2 separate regions of the Zea mays genome follow, and region 1 is linked to region 2. The links are chromatin contacts, called in public Hi-C maps. All regions are on one chromosome and are shown on one strand. The core of a region is the stretch at or near the end of the contact, and the rest is flanking DNA. Distances in the headings are between cores, read along the strand shown. Region 1 holds the start of LOC103653493 (zinc-finger homeodomain protein 10). Region 2 holds the start of LOC103653486.

Evidence for each region. A called contact is a pair of places that touch in the nucleus more often than the background predicts.
Region 1: a contact with region 2 is called in a Hi-C map of tassel, with 2.7 times the contacts expected there. The contact joins the promoter of LOC103653493 here to the promoter of LOC103653486 in region 2. A contact is called at or near these places in 2 of 25 Hi-C or Micro-C datasets (ear and tassel).

Annotation. Positions count from the first base shown.
Region 1 is chr4:88,730,262-88,734,526 of Zm-B73-REFERENCE-NAM-5.0, reverse strand. LOC103653493 (zinc-finger homeodomain protein 10) reads right to left here and starts at 2,762. Exons shown (of 1, transcript XM_008680387.3): 1 at 1,272-2,762. The coding sequence starts at 2,609. The coding sequence ends at 1,509.
Region 2 is chr4:88,185,815-88,190,346 of Zm-B73-REFERENCE-NAM-5.0, reverse strand. LOC103653486 reads left to right here and starts at 2,720. Exons shown (of 2, transcript XM_008680376.3): 1 at 2,720-3,397; 2 at 3,633-4,532. The coding sequence starts at 3,285. The coding sequence ends at 3,744. It overlaps LOC103653487 (replication protein A 70 kDa DNA-binding subunit A), which reads left to right and starts at 2,504. Exons shown (of 9, transcript XM_035967298.1): 1 at 2,504-2,710.

The DNA.
Region 1 (4,265 bases), core at 1,513-4,012, 540 kb before region 2:
TTATGGATTTAATTGTATTTTGATGATTTTCTATGACAATAAATTAATAGATGTATAAATAGCCTCAAAAAATCATGAAATTTTACGGAGGCACAACATATGTTTATATATAACCATAAAAAATATTTGGATCATAAGATCTATAAGATGCACGTGTTTCTTCCATTTCACTTTCATTTAATTGTATGAGTTACATGTGAAATCACTGTAAGTATCCAAGTTTCAACATAATCAATACTTTACTTTATCGTTTTCATACGAGGACTTGAGTTATCTTCGTATAAAATGCTTATTAGTTTTTGTAACTTATTTGCAATTTTTGAGTGAAACTAGAATATTTTTTGAATTTTTAATATTGTGGTGTTGGTTCTACAATGTCCTCGTGATTAGTAACTTTGAACTGCATGATGTCAATTTTATCGGTTTCTTTTTCCTACATTTGATCTATCATATACATGATTATGTATTACTTAATTTATGTATTTGTTAGATGGTTGTACAATTAATATCATCGGGACAAACTACCCGACAATTATCCGGTACCTACCCGTGTAGTATGCGTTATCCGTTTCTTACCCACTCGTATTATTACCCGGTCTCGTCTTATATCCGTCTCGAATCTTAACTACCCGTGTCAGATCACGTATCCGAGAGAAATACGTTAAAGTAAAATACGAGATAACCCTGTATCTGTCTGTATCCGTCTCGTTTTTATCCTACGTGTCGCGGGCCTTCCCTCCCTCACGCCCCGTTTCAGTCTCGCGCTATGTGGAACTCGTCGTCCTCATGCCGCTTCCACGCCCTATTATCCTCCCTATGTGTGTTAGGAAGCCACGTGTGGGCCCGCAGGCAGTTGAGATCACAACCATCCAGCCACCAGTTGGTACTAGCCGTGCAGTGGACATAGAAGAGGGAGTGTGGCTTCCATCGGGTCGGCCGGATCGCACTCCCTCCCTTCCCTCACCTGATCGTTTACGTAGATGAGAAAGATTTCGTTTTCAATGAGAAGGTTAGGCCATGAGAAGCAGTGGAGGCAACCTGTGTGGCTCGGCCTACACGACGACAGACGATCAGTCTTAAGGTCGCGCGGTAACGACCGGTTGTAAGGTGATTTGAACATGGATAAAGAAGATTTAGAGAGTTTGTTGGTTTATCCCATCGTTTAAGAAGTTATCTATTTTTTAAATCCTCATAGAACTCTAACTCTAAATTTATCTAAGACTATAATTAGACTATTGGAGTTACTCTAACAGTCTACTAGTACGTAGTACCACTCGCTGCTACTGTACTCATAAGCACTAATCCTGGATCATTAGTTCATTACATCATCAGATCCTAAAAGCCCACATTTCTAAGATCCTTCTTTGGGCTCCACCATTAACAAAGACCAGCAGGCTTCACTAGAACTCCCCCATAGTCCCATGCATCCAACATTGCTAGGACTCCATTAGGGTTGGTTAATTAGACACGAGGCTACAAATAACCATGACTGATTAGCACTAACTTGACTAGGACTGCGGCGAGCCGCCACTCGCCGTCGACGGTTGGACGCGGAAGTCATCGGCGGCGGTGCCTTCGATGTTGAAGTTAGAGTGGACAGGCACGGGCGGTGGAGCGGATGGGTGGGCAACGACGGCTGCTGCTGGGGCGCCATCGCCGTGGGAGGAAGGGTAGACAGCGGCGGCGTCGGACCTTTGCTGCATGGCCGGGTTGGCCGCGGCAGCAGAGGCTGAGGCTGAGGCGCTGCGGCGCGCGCTGTGGCCGCCCACGAAGTTGTGCTTGTTGTTGTGCATCCAGACCTTGAAGACGCCCTTGCTGACGCCGATCTCCTGGCAGCACTGGTCCACCGCCGCCTCGTCGCACTTCTGCAGCCGCCAACCCAGTCGCGACGACAGAGCCTGCATCCTCTGCTTCTGCTCCGGGCTGAACTTCGTGCGGGACCGCTTCCTCGCCGCCGCCGCCGCGGCGGCGGCGGCACCGGGAGCAGTCGCGGGCGCCGGCATCGGGCCCACGGAGGTGGGCGGGGGCGGCCGCGGCGCCGCTGCGGGGGTTTGGGGGCTCGGCGCGCCGATGATCAGCGCGAGGAGCGTGTGCGTCGTGGCCTGGCGGTAGCCGGGCGACACAATTGCCGCCTGCGCCGGCATCGGCGACAGCGGGCGGTCCTCGTAGAAATCCGAGCTCGCGTCCGACTCCTCCGCCTCGTCGTCGAATGCGGCCGGCAGGCGCGCCTCCTCGCCGCGCATCGTGCGGCGGCTGTCACGCATTACGTGCGACGCGACAGCCGGCGCCGGCGCCAGTGGTGGCGGCAAGGCGAGGAGAGGCGGTGGCAGTGGCAGCTCGACGAGCCGGCGGTGGAAGTTGCGGTGGCATCCGCACGCGGCGCACCTGAGCGAACTCGGGTCCGCCCGGTCGGCCTCCGGCGACGGCATGAATTCGCCGCACCCGTCCAGGGCGTGACCTCCCAGGCTCGCCGCGTGGTTCTTGAGGCACTCGCGGTACACCCACGTCTCTCCGCCGGCCGCCACCCTGAGCCTCGTCTTCTTGGTCGCCGATGACACGCCGCCGTTCGGGAACAGCGGCTCGTACTTGAGGTCGACCGTCGCCTCCATCCTTTCCCTCGCGCCCTTCTTCTCGGAGAGAGACGGCGTCACCACTGTCTGCAGCAGAGCACGCCCACACAACGGAAGATTACCGCTTGCGCCTTGGCTGTTTTGTCCCGGAGGACAGCGAGCCAGCGACAAAGGACGAGGGGACAAAAGCAAAACTACAGGTAGGGCGGTGAAGAGAAGCGGGTAGGTATTTCCTTATTATTAAAGCAGCAAGGAAACGTGGCCTGATAGCCCATCCACGTTATCAGAAAAACATCTAGTCGTCCGATTACGTATCAACGGTTCCACACAATACCTCCCAGGCAGCCTTCTCGCGCTGTGCCGCGAAGCTTCCAGGAGCCGCGCGCGCGTAGCTTTGCCTCAGGCGCCGCCGCGCCGGTTCAGTAGGTCACCCCCACCCCGCGCGGAGGTCAGCTTCGTCGCACGCACGCCCCACCACACGTAGCTTCAACCCCCGCCGTCAGCTCGGTAGGTCACCGCCCAACCCTCTCCCCCCGGCGCCGGCTCGACAGGTCACCCCAACGCTCAGGGCCTCCCACCGGCGTCGCCCATGGGCAGTTCCAAGCCATCAGCGTGCTAGCTGCTGGGGATACCAGGAGGGGGGCACCGTCACCGTTCCTGCCGCCGTTCGGCCAGGTCGTCGAGGACAATCCAGCAACAAGGCAATGACCTAACCATCCAAAGCTTTTTTTTTCCTTTTATTTTTTGTCGTCGGTGTCGACAATGATGAGTAACAGCAACTGCTAGAGCCCCAGTGCCATCCTCTTCCCCCTTGTCGTTGCCGTCGCCAGGAATCCCATCCTCTCCCCCACAAACGCCGCTGCTATGCCCGCGTCGACCATCCTCCGCCTGCACGCGCTGTCTCTTGTAGCGGAGCGCTGGCTCTCCTCCAGCTGCCCTGAACTGCAGGCTCAGAACCGCGTCACCACTCGACGCGTCTTGGTCTCCCGCCTGTCCGCGTGGTCACAGCAGCAGGTTCTGGCAGTTCCGTCTACCTCACCATGCGGTCACTGCAGCAAGCTCCAGCAGCTCCGCCAGATTGGTCGCCCTCTTGTCTGCGTTTATTTGTTTCTGTTTTCTCCCTGAAGTGAACTGTATTATCTGGTCTCGGCTCTGCAAGCGATGAGGTGAGGTATGGAGGGAATTTAGGCGACATGGTGAGGTATCAGGTAGTTAGTTTTGGTCCATGGTTATGTATTGAAAGCCACAATCGTCATTTGATATTAAAATCAAACTAAGAAGACCATAGTTGCTGATAATTGACTTGAAATATATACAAAAAAATACTCAAAGCTGCTACGATCAATTGAATGTTGCTCCATGTTTTTAAATTTTTTTGTACATCTATGCCAAACTAAATGACAACAAATAGTTATGCTTATTGCTATCGAAATAGAGCTTAAAGCAGATTAAGCATTCCAAACTTTTCTCTTGAAATTACGTTTGCCGCCATGAAAACAGTTATTCCGTGCATATGTGTGTGAACCAATTCAGCGGCGAGAGCAAGCCGGTGACCCTTCCACTTGGCAGGTAAGAAGTTACACGCTCCGCGCTTGGAATTTGTTCTAATGATCTTTAGGAGTATGAATATCCTCTAGGTGCACTCTGCTGCAGTTTTTAGTTCTATGAATTTGTTTATTGTGATATTTATAGCTT
Region 2 (4,532 bases), core at 1,471-3,970:
TGTGTCGCCTCGGTGGGTCCAGGGCTGGGAAGGTAGTCGCTGTGGGGGACATATATCCCCCGGGTCCATTAGAAGGCGAAAACCCTGCTCGAGGCCACAAGCTAGTTGCCCTGCAAGGTCGCCGCATCGTGGGACGGGCAAAGACTACAGTTGAAATGGGTCGACCCAAGAAGGCGATGGCTTAAGTCCGGATCGTTCGTGGGATTAGGCATGATCCCGTGGAAGCTGTTCGTTTTTCCCGCACCCGACGTCCTCACACACCAGGGATAGCTCGGAACGGAGCCACCGGGTGTTCCTCAGGATAAGCAAAGTATGTTCGCAATTAGCTAGGAGATAAGCTGGAAGAGTGTGATCAACATGTGCGCAGGGAGTGCCCTACGGTCATGTATATAAGGCCTAGGGGGAACCCCATCATTTTCATCTCATTAGCATCTCTCCATTCAGGAGACACCACTTGTAAACACACCATACATATAAAGCCACACCAGGAAGTAGGGTATTACGCCCTTCAAAGCGGCTCGAACCTGTAGAAAATCGCCCGACTCTCTCTTCCTCGTGCCCACGACACGAACCATCGAGTTACGATCTATGACACCGTCCTACCCGAAAGCACCACGAGGGTACCCCCGGGGGTGCGGTCGGACATTAAACACCGAAAGTCGCATTCTCTCGCCCTTCTCGGACTGATGCCTGGTGCGAGTGCCTCTTGGTTTGGAGCTGCTCCGGCTGGGCTTCTTTCTTCGCTTGCTTGCTCTCTCCCTATATGTATCTAGCGGTATACTACCTATGTCGCCTCTAGATGTCTAGGTATTTGTCGTGTCCTTCTCCGGCAATGAACATGTATGCTCGCCTCTTCCCTTCCCTTTCTGCTCTACGAAACCTTAGAAGTGGGGGAGGCGAGGGATGAGGGTCACTAATTTGCTGTCTATGGTACCTATTCAATGGCTTGGCATCGCCTGTCTACATGGCCTTTTCCTTACCACGGTGTTGACTCGGTATGCTTCTACCGCTTTTATGTACCTGTAACCCATCCTTCTGTCATTACAAAAATTATTGTGTTGTTCCTCTGTTGTTTTGGGTGTTAGTTTTTTGTTGTGCTAAGGACTGAACATAAATTGGGTGTGTTAATACTTTATTTATTATCCGCACATGGTTTGTGTTATTCTGATGATGGCTCATGAATCCTGTAAAATATGTGTTAGGATTTGAAGATCTATGCGGGCACTACCACAGGGTGCTCATCTCTTGTGTTCTTGGCTCTTACAAGCATTAGGTCGTTTCTGAGACCACATTGGCGCAATGGACTCCATGGTGTTTGAAGTTGCTGAATTGGATAAAGCAACAATGATTTGTCACACTAACAGTAAAACAAAAAGTTATTTGTTGGTTTTAAATGTTAGTAATTGCTACGAAGTACAATAATTTGTATAGAGCGCATCCCGTTTAGCAACCACTCCATATTTTGATCTATCTTTTTTTATAAGTTTGAGTTCATGTGACTTATTTTAGAAACTTGAACTCACAAACTTCCTCTTGTTTGGTCTCTGTATGGTGGAATTATGTCATTCTATAATCTCTTTCGTTTATTCAGTCGTTGTGAACTCTCTTCTAATTGCTCCCTTCATTGACCGTGTTGTACCAAGATATATTGGATAGAGTAAACAATAACATGAGTTAGTCAAATCAAAAAATATTATGCGGAGAGCGGAGACAAAATCAATAAAAAATCTTGAAATCTTTTTATGAATAGTTTACGCGAGTATTGTTTTGAGCCGTCACAACGCACGAACAACCGACTAGTATATATATAATGTGTCGCTGTCAAAAGGAACCAGTTGAACGGGTAACTCAATTATCACTGTTTTTTATATGCATATTATTACTTTTATTTATATCAAACTTTTCTGTCTGAACCATTATTATTTTAATAAGATTGTATAGATAAACAACATAAGGTTAATAGTTTAGATTTCAATGTGTAGAATAATTTCATAATAATATTTCACGTGTTGCGAACTACTATATGCAATTTTAAAATTAATGGTTAAAGTTAGAAATGTTTAGTTAGAATAAACTTAAGGGTTGTTTATTAGTAAGGATAATGTAGGAGATTAAGAGTGTTAGAATTATTTACTATTCAATTTTGAATAGTAAGTAGTCACTCAATCGTCTGTATCAATCTTGCTCTTAAACAAGCCCTTTAAAAAGGGGAAGACGTATTATCCATATTGTCATTGCTTTAGTACTTGACGGTTGTCACCTCCAGTCCGGCGGAGGCGATTCCTATCTTTTAAAACGAAAGCAGCGCACTTTCGCCGCTGGGGAGAGCATCCACGTCACCATGATATTTATATACCGTTGATCTATCCTTTGATACAATGTCATCCGTCAGATAACATCCATACAGCAAGGGCCCCTCTGGAAATCTCCAGAAACTGAAACGTGGCAAACGCTGAAAGGGTCTAAAGCTATATAAAAAAGAAAGTGCATGCACATGTCGGCCAGAGTGGAACCCACATAGGAAAGATAAAGGTAAGAAAAAAAAGTAGAAATAGAAAAAGAAGAGGAAGAGTCACAACAGCGCACATATATAAAAAAAGGAAAGTGACTGCCGAGACGTATAGCTAACCCAGACCCAGCTTGAGGAAGAAAAAAGTAAAAAAAAAGGAAGGAGAGGAATAGTCACAACCGGATCATCAAAGACAAAAAGGTATGAATCAAAGCTTTAGCAAAACATTTGCATGTAGATTTTCCATTGCCTTCTGTGTTTTTATTATGAACAAAAGCCAGTACAATAACAAAGTTGGTTTCCATTTGAAATAGCTAAATATATTCATGTGACATTCATCACCTGCTCATTTCTAATTTTTTATCAATGAAAGACAAAACACCTCCATATCATTGCCTTTTTCTTCTCGAAATGTATCTCCGCATTCCCTTTGCCAGTATAGAGACAACAACGACTAGACCCAACCTTTTTTCTTGAAGTGGCTTAGCATTAATCTTCTCCATTTCATGGATGGATTTATAGTAGTTAAGAGACTTCTTCTTATTCAATCAGCTTGACCGGTTTCCTTTCCATCTAGCACACCCTTCTTCATGTTCACTGTTTATGTCCATTTCCCATCTTCCATGTAAAAACAGACTTAGCAGCACATCTCCTTGTCGCTAAACATGTTTGTGGCAACAGAATGAAGTACCTTTTGTGATCGATCATCATATTTAAATTGTACAAAGTCTGCTTCAAGCTCAAGATTAGATTCAACAATCTCTTCATCAAGCTTATGTGGCTCAAGAGTGATATCCCTTATATATCGTCATCAATATCATCCATTGAAGATCTTTGCAACATGAAATTGTGTCTTAATAGTGAAAGACTGAAGAAAGGGCCTTTAACTCTAAAAAAGATAAATAATGAGGAAAATCAATATGACAATAGCTCTTAAAAGTGACCTTCAATCAACAATGACAGACTATGAGAAAGTATAAAAATAAAGGTTGGAACGAAAGCATCAAAAATTTAAACAAGAAGTAGAATATTGGGTGCAATCCAACCAATGTATAACGAATATTTGCATATAGCCTACATAATCTAAATGACGAGATAAGCCTTGATGTTGTAGAGCGGCGTACCTTATGAATGACAAGATAATCCTTGATGTTGTAGAGCGAGGTACCTGGGCTCTACATATGCTCAAATATGTACCCTCTCTTCTATTTCAAAACACCTCTCTTCTGTTTTAGAACACCACACTAAGTATTACCAAGTGCAATTTCATATCTTATGTTTCAGAACACCTATCTTATGTTTTAGAACACCAAGTTAAGTATTACAAAGTGCATTTCCAATGGTCTAAATCTCCATAGTATGTGAATAGCATTAGTATAAATAAAGACATAACACTGGCTAATAAAAGCAGTATTTGTAACATTCAATTGTACTATGCATGTAACTATAGCTTTAATTTAGTTGTGTGCATTTCAATGTATAGTCATTGCATATAATATTTTTTGTACAATTCATTGGTTACTAACAGTATATTTTCATTTTATCTTTTTGGACCCATGCATCCATCACATAGGATATAGACATGGGGAAAATAATAAGAAGTCATAAACAAGGCATTGATATTGACCACCCTACGAAAAGAAAAAGAAGTGAGCAAGTCTTACAGAGCAGTAACTTTTTTGGAGAAGAGAGTAAAATAAGACGCGGTGAAAGGATTAGAAAGAGGAAGATGTCTAAAAACTGTGAACCCTCCAACAAAAAGATCTGCATACAAAGATTTTTGAACTCCCATAATGGAATGGTTGATTTCCCATCCGAGTATATCCAGCAACTGAAAGAATCATACACTGACAGATCATACCTTGGTAAACTAGAATACAAATGTAGACACTGCGATGCAATTTTCTGGTTCAATGAACGCAATAAATCCATGACGAGACACAATAATCAGGAACCAATATATTCGAACTGCTGCAAAAATGGCAAAATCAGAATACCAAAATATAAAGAACCCCCAACTTTT